2 separate regions of the Mus musculus genome follow, and region 2 is linked to region 1. The links are chromatin contacts, called in public Hi-C maps. All regions are on one chromosome and are shown on one strand. The core of a region is the stretch at or near the end of the contact, and the rest is flanking DNA. Distances in the headings are between cores, read along the strand shown. Region 1 overlaps Ptprn2 (protein tyrosine phosphatase, receptor type, N polypeptide 2). Region 2 overlaps Ptprn2 (protein tyrosine phosphatase, receptor type, N polypeptide 2).

The links. Hi-C and Micro-C count contacts between places; a contact is called where the count stands out from the background.
Region 2: a contact with region 1 is called in a Hi-C map of cerebral cortex, with 2.4 times the contacts expected there. The contact joins two enhancer-like sites. A contact is called at or near these places in 4 of 484 Hi-C or Micro-C datasets (the N1E-115 cell line, cerebral cortex, embryonic stem cells and 1 more) and 1 of 9 other capture datasets (embryonic stem cells).

Annotation. Positions count from the first base shown.
Region 1 is chr12:116,904,727-116,909,391 of GRCm38.p6, reverse strand. All of the region lies in intron 11 of Ptprn2 (protein tyrosine phosphatase, receptor type, N polypeptide 2), which reads right to left. Among named protein-coding and RNA genes, the nearest start is that of Gm31336, 150 kb to the right of the region's middle. Within about 2 kb of position 1,796, at least 36 of the 459 cell types and tissues checked have an H3K27ac peak or open chromatin away from gene starts, as enhancers often do. A contact at or near this core is called in cerebral cortex, where this site is marked.
Region 2 is chr12:117,022,622-117,027,286 of GRCm38.p6, reverse strand. It overlaps Ptprn2 (protein tyrosine phosphatase, receptor type, N polypeptide 2), which reads right to left. Exons shown (of 23, transcript NM_011215.2): 12 at 4,419-4,483. Among named protein-coding and RNA genes, the nearest start is that of Gm10421, 130 kb to the left of the region's middle. Within about 2 kb of position 2,121, at least 13 of the 459 cell types and tissues checked have an H3K27ac peak or open chromatin away from gene starts, as enhancers often do. A contact at or near this core is called in cerebral cortex, where this site is marked.

The DNA of each region.
Region 1 (4,665 bases), core at 547-3,046:
CATCTTCACAACCCAATTCTAGTGTCAACAGGCTCCACCCATGAGGGAAGTCCAGGGAAAGGTCTCACTTTGGTGTGTGATGCGACTGGCCCGAACACACATTGCCATTCTCTTAATCCCCTTTGCACCGAAGTTCCCCCTCCTGTGAGGGGAGAACAGGAATGTCTGGTCTCTCTATGGTGATTTGCATTCTCGGTCTCTAGATGTCCTGTGGGATGCCAGTCAAAGTTAGGCCACCAATGACAACCAACAGTTTCACCCAAGTCCTATAGAATTTAAATTGTGATGTCAGGTCGGCTCCTTCCTAAATCACTCAGTACTGAAACGAATAGGGGCACACAGTGGCCAAAACATGGACTGAGGCTTTGAATGGAGGTTCCAAATCCTATCTCCTCCCCAGCTTCACCTTAGCAGCCTTAGTGGCCATGAAACCACAGTGAGGACATCAAAGAGGGCTGAGAACAATGAGGCCAGTTTCCCTGTTCCTGGTCCATGAGATACATCTAGTTGCCATGGAGACCAGCATCTGCAGAACTCCCTAAAGAAGGCTTTTTACAGACACTGCTTCCCTCTGCTTGGAGACAGCCTGCTAGCTGGGCTGAGGGGGTGGGGAAGGGCTATAGAAAGGGACCCCAGCTGAGGGGGCTACAGGAATGGGACTCTGGCAGAGGGGTTTCAGGAAGGTAGCCCAGGCCGAGGGAGTGCAGTTAGGCTGAGGGAAGCTGCACAAAGGGCTGGGGGGGGGGGGCGCAGCAAAGGAACAAGGGGAAACCCCAAGCTCTAAAGTAGGGAAGGTCTGTTGTCCTTAAAGTCCAACAGTCATCCATGTTGTGTTTGGGTAGCTCTCAGGCAGGGCTAGAACTATCACCCATGCAGTCCTTTTGTTCGATTGATCAATTTGCATCTGACATCTTCAAAATGCAGCCACCTACAGTGTTGTCCCTGCCTGTGGGTCCAATAGGCCTGTACTGTCTCACTATACTCTTGAATTTCCTGGACCTTGCTCTGGGGCTATGTGGAATTCCAGCCTCACTATGCAAGTCAGCCATCATCCAAGAGTACGCCATTACGCTGTGTATTCCTGTCCCAGGAGGAAACAGTGGGCTAGTTTGCAGACAGAACTTCAGAAAGTGTATCAGGCTTTGAGCATATTCAACACATCTGTTTATGGCAGGATTGTTCACCTAGACTACTCTCCGAGTATCTCATCTCAGGGGCCAAACGCCCTTACACTGTCCCTCATGCTCAGTGGCCCTTGTGCATACCATCTGTTCTCAGTTCTCATACTTTTCCAAAGCTGTCTCTACCTCTTAACCCTAAGACCTGCCTTCGGTTAACCCCAGGTGTGCTGATGTGACCTGTTCTGTGTGAGCACTCACAGTACTGAGGGTTAACATTGCTACAGTTGTATTTAGCATACACTCTTTCCCACAAGCCATACCTAAGATGAAGAGATGGTGCTAGGTATCAGAGGATTAAGAAGAAGAAACTACAGAGTTGGGCCATTCAAAGTTAGATAACCATATATGCAGAATCAACTACCTCCTCTCTAGCCTGAGGTGGCCCCACATAGCCTGGCCTTAAGCATCAGAGAGTCAGGCAATGGCTCAGTGACAGTGGGAGATGAGACCACAAGCAGGCATCTGTGCTCACAGGCCCTGCTGAGGCCATGGGTGAGAGCCCGTGATGAGGGGCTTGAAGCTGAAGCCAGATTTCAGAGCAAGCTTCCTATTCTCCCTTCTCCTCATCTAGTTGCCATGGGAACTGGCATCTGTAGAATTCCCCAAAGGAGGCTTTTGACAGACATTGCTTTCCTCCTGTTCAGAGTCAGTCTGCTAAGCTGGCCTGTGAGAGAAACTGCAAGATGACCTAGTGTATAGGCTCACACCCTGCCTTCCTCCCTGAATGTTTATCTTGACCTTCTTGACCTGGTGTGTACAGGCTCATACCTTATCTTCCCCCACCCCAGAGCTTATCTTGAAGCCACTTATTAGATATGCAAAGTCACTCTGTAGTGCTCGACCCTGTTTCTGGAACAAGCTACTCCCACTTAGGTGTGAAGGCACTATCATCACTAAGCTAAGAGAATAAAAGAAAGCAGACACACCCTTTGTGTATTAACAGAAAATGAAGATCAACCAGTGAAGACACAGGTGGGGTACCTCAAATCTACAAAAGACAGGTTTGACTCTGCTAAAGATGGGTGAGGTGAAGAAGGAGCAGGTTTCTGCTGAGAGCCTCTGTGAGGTAAGAACTCCTTGAAGTTGCTGTTGCTAATGAGGGTCCCTTCCACAGACACAGCCCCAGCCCCTTGGGAGCATCTTCTAGTCACTGTATGATGGCCATTGCCAGGAACTCTCCAATCAGGCATTCTCAAGTCTCTGTCTCTCTGTCTCTGTTTCTGTCTCTCTGTCTCTCTATCTCTCTCTTTCTCTCTATATCTCCTTGTCTCTCTATCTCTCTGTATCTCTCTCTCTCTCTCTCTCTCTCTCTCTCTCTCTCTCTCTCTCACACACACACACACACACACACACACACACACACACACACACACCAGGCCCTTAAGGTCATGGGAGTGAAGGGGAGACACCAATTGCTGGCAAAGAGCAAGAAAGATGTTCAAAGAGAGCCAATTAACATCCACAAACCATCAAGGGGCCACAGAGCACCATCTGCTTCTACCTGTCCATCTTCATCCTATCCTGGTGGTATTTTGACACCACAATTCTACACTGTTTATATATGTGCAGCCTAAGGTTGTCGGGGAGGAATTCAGGCAAAGTCTTACAGTCACTGCCCATCCTAGTGATAATTTGTACTACTTTGTTTTTTTTTTTTTAAAGAGTTTATTTCATTTTATAGCTTGTAGTCTCCCATCCAAAGAAGTTGTTTACTGGCTTGCTCCTCATGGCTTGCTTAGCCTGCTTTCTTATACCATCCAGCACCTCCTGCCCAGGAGTGGCACCATTCACAGTGGGCTGGATCCATCAACATAAATCATTAATCAAGAAAATGTTTCTTAGGCTTGCCCACAGGCCAATCTGGAAGGAGTGTTTTTTTCAATTGAGTGTCTCTCTTCCCAAAGGATTCTAGCTGTGTCAAGTTGATTAAACACTAGCCAGCACACTGCCTCGGGCAGAGCCTGCCTAACACATCAGCCCACGCCTGCAGGGGAGAATCTGATTTTCCATTCTGCATCCCTGTTTACACTTGTAACTGCAATAGTCAGCTTTCTGTGATTGTAATGAGACACTCAGATAGTCAACTAAGGAGGAGGACAGGTCTATTTTGGCTCACGGTTTCAGCAGGGTTGGTGTAAGGTTGTTTTGTCTGCTGCTATGGGCCTGTGGCAGCACAGTACATCATGGTAGGAGCACATGGCAGAGGGGGTTATTCACTTCAAGGAAGTTGGGAAATAAAAAGAGGAAGAGATCTGAGTCCTAATGTCACTTTCAATGATGTTTTGCGATTGGCCCAGCTTCCTTCCACTAGGGTCAGCTCATGAAGATTCCACCGTTTCCCACTACCAACAGAAGAGGAAAACTAAGCTTCTGCACAGAGCCTTTGGGGGATACTGTGTCTCCTCCCAGATCCAGCCCCAATATTAACATGGGCAAAATCAACTTTCTATTCTCTTCAGTGTGTTTATCTCTAATTGTTAGCATTCTGTCTAAGCTCTGCCCCACAGTTACCTGGCAACAGACAGGTGTGCCTGACTCACTATAAAAGGGGCTGCTTGCCCCCTCCTTGCTCTCTAGCTCCTCTCTTGCTCTTCCCTTCCTGCTCCTACCCTCTCTCTACTCCCTTCCCCCTTCTCTCTCCATGTGCTCATGGCCAGCCTCTACTTCTCTACCTTTCTCTCTACCTCTCTCTCTCTCTCTCTCTCTCTCTCTCTCTCTCTCTCTCTCTCTCTCTCTCTCTCCCCCTTTCTCTGCCTCTACTATCCTTTTAACTCCCCTCCCATGCCCTTACTAAACTCTCTTCTATACTATACCATCATGTGGATGGTCCCTCAGGGAGAAGGAATGCCTCAGCATGGGCCCGCAGAGGCATTCCCTTCCCCCATACCTCACTATAGCTCCATAGAATACGTCCCCCTCTCTTTATCTTTTTATAAAAACATCACTAAGCACTTCCTGTCCCAACCATGACAGACACCCCCTTAGGTACAAATGAGGAGAGCAGTGTTGGACTTGAACCCGCCCTTGCACTGCTAGCTGTCATACACTGAGATCTCTGAACTCTACCCTATGGTCCCCTCCAACCAGCTTCCTGTCATCTTGCTGCCACTCTCTGCAGTTCTCTCCAACGTCATTTTCCTCATCCACATCACTGTCCACTTCCATGCAATTATCTTCATCCACAGAGCCACTCCCATCCACATCTCTGACCACACCCATGTCACCTCCCTTGCTCCTAGCCCAGTCCTCATCCAGAGCACTTCATCTGCCTTCTCTTTCCCTTCACCTTTTACATCTTACACCCAGTAGATGGCCCTTAACATCTTATGTGTCTCAACTTGAATCCAAAAAAAAAAAAAAAAAAGGAATTAAAAATACAAGTCAGACTGTATCACTCTGCTTTAAAAATCCTTTAGTGGTTATGGTTAAAACAATTTTATCTTGCCTTTGAATTGTTTCCTCCTGAGACCAGTTGGGAATAGGC
Region 2 (4,665 bases), core at 872-3,371, 120 kb before region 1:
CTGACGCCCTACAATTATATTCATGGATCCAAGGGGAAACCTGCTAGGTGAGTGTTATGTAGGGATTCTCTAGTCCAGTTTGCGGCATCTTGAATCTCTAATGATTTCAAAGGAATAGGCCAAAAGATACTGAAGAACAAACTTACAACCTCCAACCTCACCACAGGATGCCTGGCCTGTGAGCAGCAAAGTGTCTGCATGTGTATGTATTGCTGCCTTAAAGGCACCAATGTGTCTGCACATGTATATATGGTTGTTTTAAAGTCAGCAATATATATACATGCAGCCACCTTACAGGCAGAGTTCTTTCTTTTAGTGATTTCAAGGAAATCACAGAATTCTCCTGATTTATTGCACTACAATCATCACCTTCCTCCAGTTTTATATTTTAAGACTCCCCCTCCTTTCTTCCAACTCTTTCTTCTTTCATAAAGCTTTTTATTCCTCTCATTTCTCTGCTTGGCGAGTGGACTCCTTACATAAATGCTGCAAGTTCAAACTCTAAATCAAAAGATCAGGCTTTATGTTTTTGGCACAGAGGGCCCCGCCGCACAATGGCTCTCCCATTTGATTTGGCCCAAATATTATTTCAGGACCCAAGCTCCTCTTAGCCATCTAGAGCCACTGGACTGGACATGTTTGTTTACTTATTCATTTATTGCATGTGTGAATGTGCATGCATGGACACATGCCACGATACATATATGGAGGTTTGAGGACAGCCTGTGGGAGACAGCTGCCTATCCCACCATGTAGGACCCAGGGACTAAATTCAGATTATCAAGTTTGACAGCAACTGGCTTTATCCACTGAGCCTTCTCAATAGCCCTGGGCTGGGATTTTTGATGAAAGAGGCTTAAAGCTACAACACTTCCATCAACAGAGTATGGTAAGGTGGGATTTGGAGAAAATGAGGCTGCTTCCCCATATCACTTCCTCACACCTCGTGCTTTTTCTTTGCAACCATGGATCCCCTACACAGGGTCTCAGCCAGGGTGTGCTTTAGGAGAGCCCCAGTAGTTTGTGGGGCAGAAGCACCCCAAGAACTCTTGGGGTTTCCAATGGACATGGAAGATGGACTTATTTGAAAGCATACAGTCCCTTCCTTTGAACAAAATTCTTCCTTAAGCTCTGAGTAGCAGGAGCATCAGAGGCACAGGGATGGTTACAGGGGTTTGGATGTCTGTGAAGAACAGTTATTGAGCTTGCACAGGCAAACCTCCTTGACTCTTAGAAGAGGTCTGGAAACTTTTTGGAGAGGTTCCTGAGAACCCACATCTGGTCTCAGCCACTCCACTGAGTGGGAAGCCTCTCTCCAGCAGGAGGAGCTCAGTTCCACCAGAGTAGCTCTTGCCCCTTCCCCCACAAGCACTGCTCTTGGACTCCTCCCTGCTGTGGTCTTTAAGGCCACCATGGTGATGCTGGGCCAGATAGTCTGTTCTGTCTGCCTTCAAGGTTGGGCAGATAAGCTTCAAGGCTGTTTATGGCTAGCATCAGAACTAGAAGCAGCCCCACTCCATAATGAGGGGGACCCATGCCTGGTGGAAAACTTTCTAGGCTGGTTTCTCAGCACATTCTGAGCTTTTCTTCAGGGCTATTATAATTGTCCTCTGGAGGAAACACAGCTTCATTAATGTGACTAAAATGTGAAAAGTTTTCAAGGTGTCAGAAATTAGATTTCGAAATACATCAAAATACCACCCATCTATTCGGGATGCGTGTGTGCACCACAATCTCCTCATTTCCTGTAAATTTTGTTTTGAGATATTTCTATTTGGCTTAAAAGGTTCTAATTCTGCTATCTGTCATCACACGTGTGAATTACAAGTGCCTGGAGCAGATCTGTAAATGCTGCTAGATTTCTAGCAATCACACTCTGCTTTACATTCCAGAGTCAGGAATCAAAAGAATTCGAAATACGCTAAAAGAAAAAAAAAAAAAAAAAGAAAGAAAGAAAAGAAAGAAAAAAATTCATCAAGACCAGGCTTACTGGATGAGAGAGTTAAAATTAGGAAAAAGATATGATTAGGTTTCTAAAAATTTTCTCAGCTTGAATCCTTTCCTCCCATTTTGCTACTGTAAATGTTCTCTGCCTGTCAGAGCAGCTTCCAGCCTAGAGCTGGCAAGGGATATGCCAAGGAAACATGTGGAGAGCTGGGCTCAAGGCCACGGCAGTGATACCAGCCAACGCTAAAGGTTCAAGAGGCACCAGCTTTCAAAGTGGCTGCTGGTTGAAGCAAGGGATTATAAAATAGATATTTGGGATAAGGGGCTATCTCCAGGAAGCACCGTGGCAGCAGGCTGAGCTCTTCTGAGGGCTGCTGGCTTGAATCTCAGGAGCAAAGGTGACTAGCATGGCAGAACGGTGAGGCTGAGGTCAATGGGGAGTCTCCTCCTGCTAACTCTGTCCAGACATTTTATATCTGCTATCGAAGAAAACCTGCACAAGCTCTTCCAAGGTAGACTGACCTATGCTACAGTAGAGGATACAGAACCATGAGGTAGACTGTTTACCATGAGGTAGACTGAGGTAGAGACACTAACTACCTGTAGAGCAGCATAGAACATGGAGCCACAAGGTAAGAAGAAAGACTACTCTAAAGGCATCACTGCAGAATGGAAACAGATATTTATGGTGAACACACAGGCAACCAGAGAGAAAGCCTAGATTCCTTGGTAGAAGGAAAGTGCTGGAGGCCAGAGCCTGTAAGGTGGGGTCATAAGGAGGATGAGAACACAGCTTTCCAACCTCTCCACCCCAGAACAAGCAGCTGTGTTCTGAACAGGCCACTGCAGAGCCAATCCTCAGGCTCAGGGTAGGGTATGAGAGTGTGGGTCTTATGAAAGAAGCCAAGAAAAGCTTGGAAAATGCTTGAGAACCAGGTCTATCTTAAGCAATGGGGTTGGCCCACTGTGCATCCTGACTGCCCTGGAGCAGCCGGAGGCCACACTGCAATAAGGGATGAGGTATTCAGCAACCAAACGCATGAATCACACCGTGGCCTCCCGTGTGAAGTGGGGTCTTATGCACCTGCTGCCTGTTCCTGAGTGGCTTACACACTCAACTCACGGTGTCTACATTTTCTGAAACTGGGCCATACCAATGAGTGCTGCCTGAATGTGGGTTGCTCTCAATGGCTGGATGCCACCATTTCTCCCCAAAGAAGAAACTGAACTGGAAATAGCCCCCAGCACATAAACTTGTCCTCAGCTAGAGGCAGGCAGTAACATCTAAGTGCCCACTGTCCAGTCTCCACACCACACTGTTCTCTCTGACATGGCCACTGTCCCTCATTTAGATATAGGAGATCTGAAGCCCCAAGACATTTGGCTTCTTCCTTCCTTCCACTTCACTGGCTGTTAAAGAAACAGTAAATAATCAGAGTGTCTTCAGCTGTCACCTGCTCTGCTCATCCAGCATAGCCTCAAGAACACACAGAGAAGAGTGACATTTGTCAGGCTCTTAGAATGTCCTTTGAGAAGTTTCTATCAGTTATAGACTCTCTCACTCTGCTGTCAATAACTAAGGCGCCCCCAGGCACTCAAGCCCTCTTAAGAGCTTCCAGGAAGTCCAGGTCTCTGAGAACAGCCACCAATTAAACAGCTACTGGCTCCAGAAGCCAAAGACCTGGTTGCAGAATCAGAGCCTCTGCAAAGCAGCTTTGAGTCTCTAAGTGGTTCCGTAAGGACAAGCCAATGTATATAGCGGGGAACACTTACAAACAAGCACTCCTTAATACTTAATTAACTTTAATGGCAAGTGCTGTGAAATCTGAATTTCAGACACAAGAGCATAGATTGGCTTTGGTCCACGCTGACTTGTGAGTGGCTACATGCAGCTCCCAGGAGGAACCTCAGTCACTGTTACATGTGCACTTCATTACACTGTCAGTTGGCCAAGAGAGCAGCCACCAGCAGGCACAGAGAAGACATAGTGTCTGGTTGCAGCGAGGCAATGGCTGGACACCAAAGAGTCTGACAGCATCAAGTCACTTCAAGGACAGATTCATAGCTCTGCACCTTTGTTTAAACACACATGTCTAAGTAACAAAGACACCAAATTCCCAAGGAAAGAGTGATTTCCAGGAACTAACTCATTTTCAATAATTTAAGTCCTATACATCATCATCTTTCCTGGAGTTTCCTGTTTGGTTTGTGATAGATTTTTCTTGGGGAGATACAAAACTATGATTTCAAAGGCATAACATAAGTAGTCACATTTGCCTACACCATTAGTCAGCATCTATAAACACTGGGAGGACCGATCTCCTACCAGCTGAGCCAACAAGACGCTACGTGGATTAGCCACACAATGAGCCAAACCTATGCTCTTGAATTTCACCAGCCAGCCAGCACTGAGACACCTGGTGGGCGTGAGGGCATCCATCTCTTATAAGGATACTCCTCAACCTACTCACCGGCCTGATTCCACTTTGAAGGATTGTCAGTCCAGTTGCCTTCTCCAGCTGGTCTTTGTTGTCAGCTGTGAGAAGAAAAAGAAAAATCAAAAGAACGTCAGCATAGAGAAGGGTGGGATATCGGAGAGTGTTCTCTACTGATGAATTCTCTCAAACAACTGTTTGAGCCGTCTGACTTCATGGAGATGCTATGTTGAGCAACAGGGGGGACATGGACATGGAGAACCCCATGTCCCACTCAGTATCT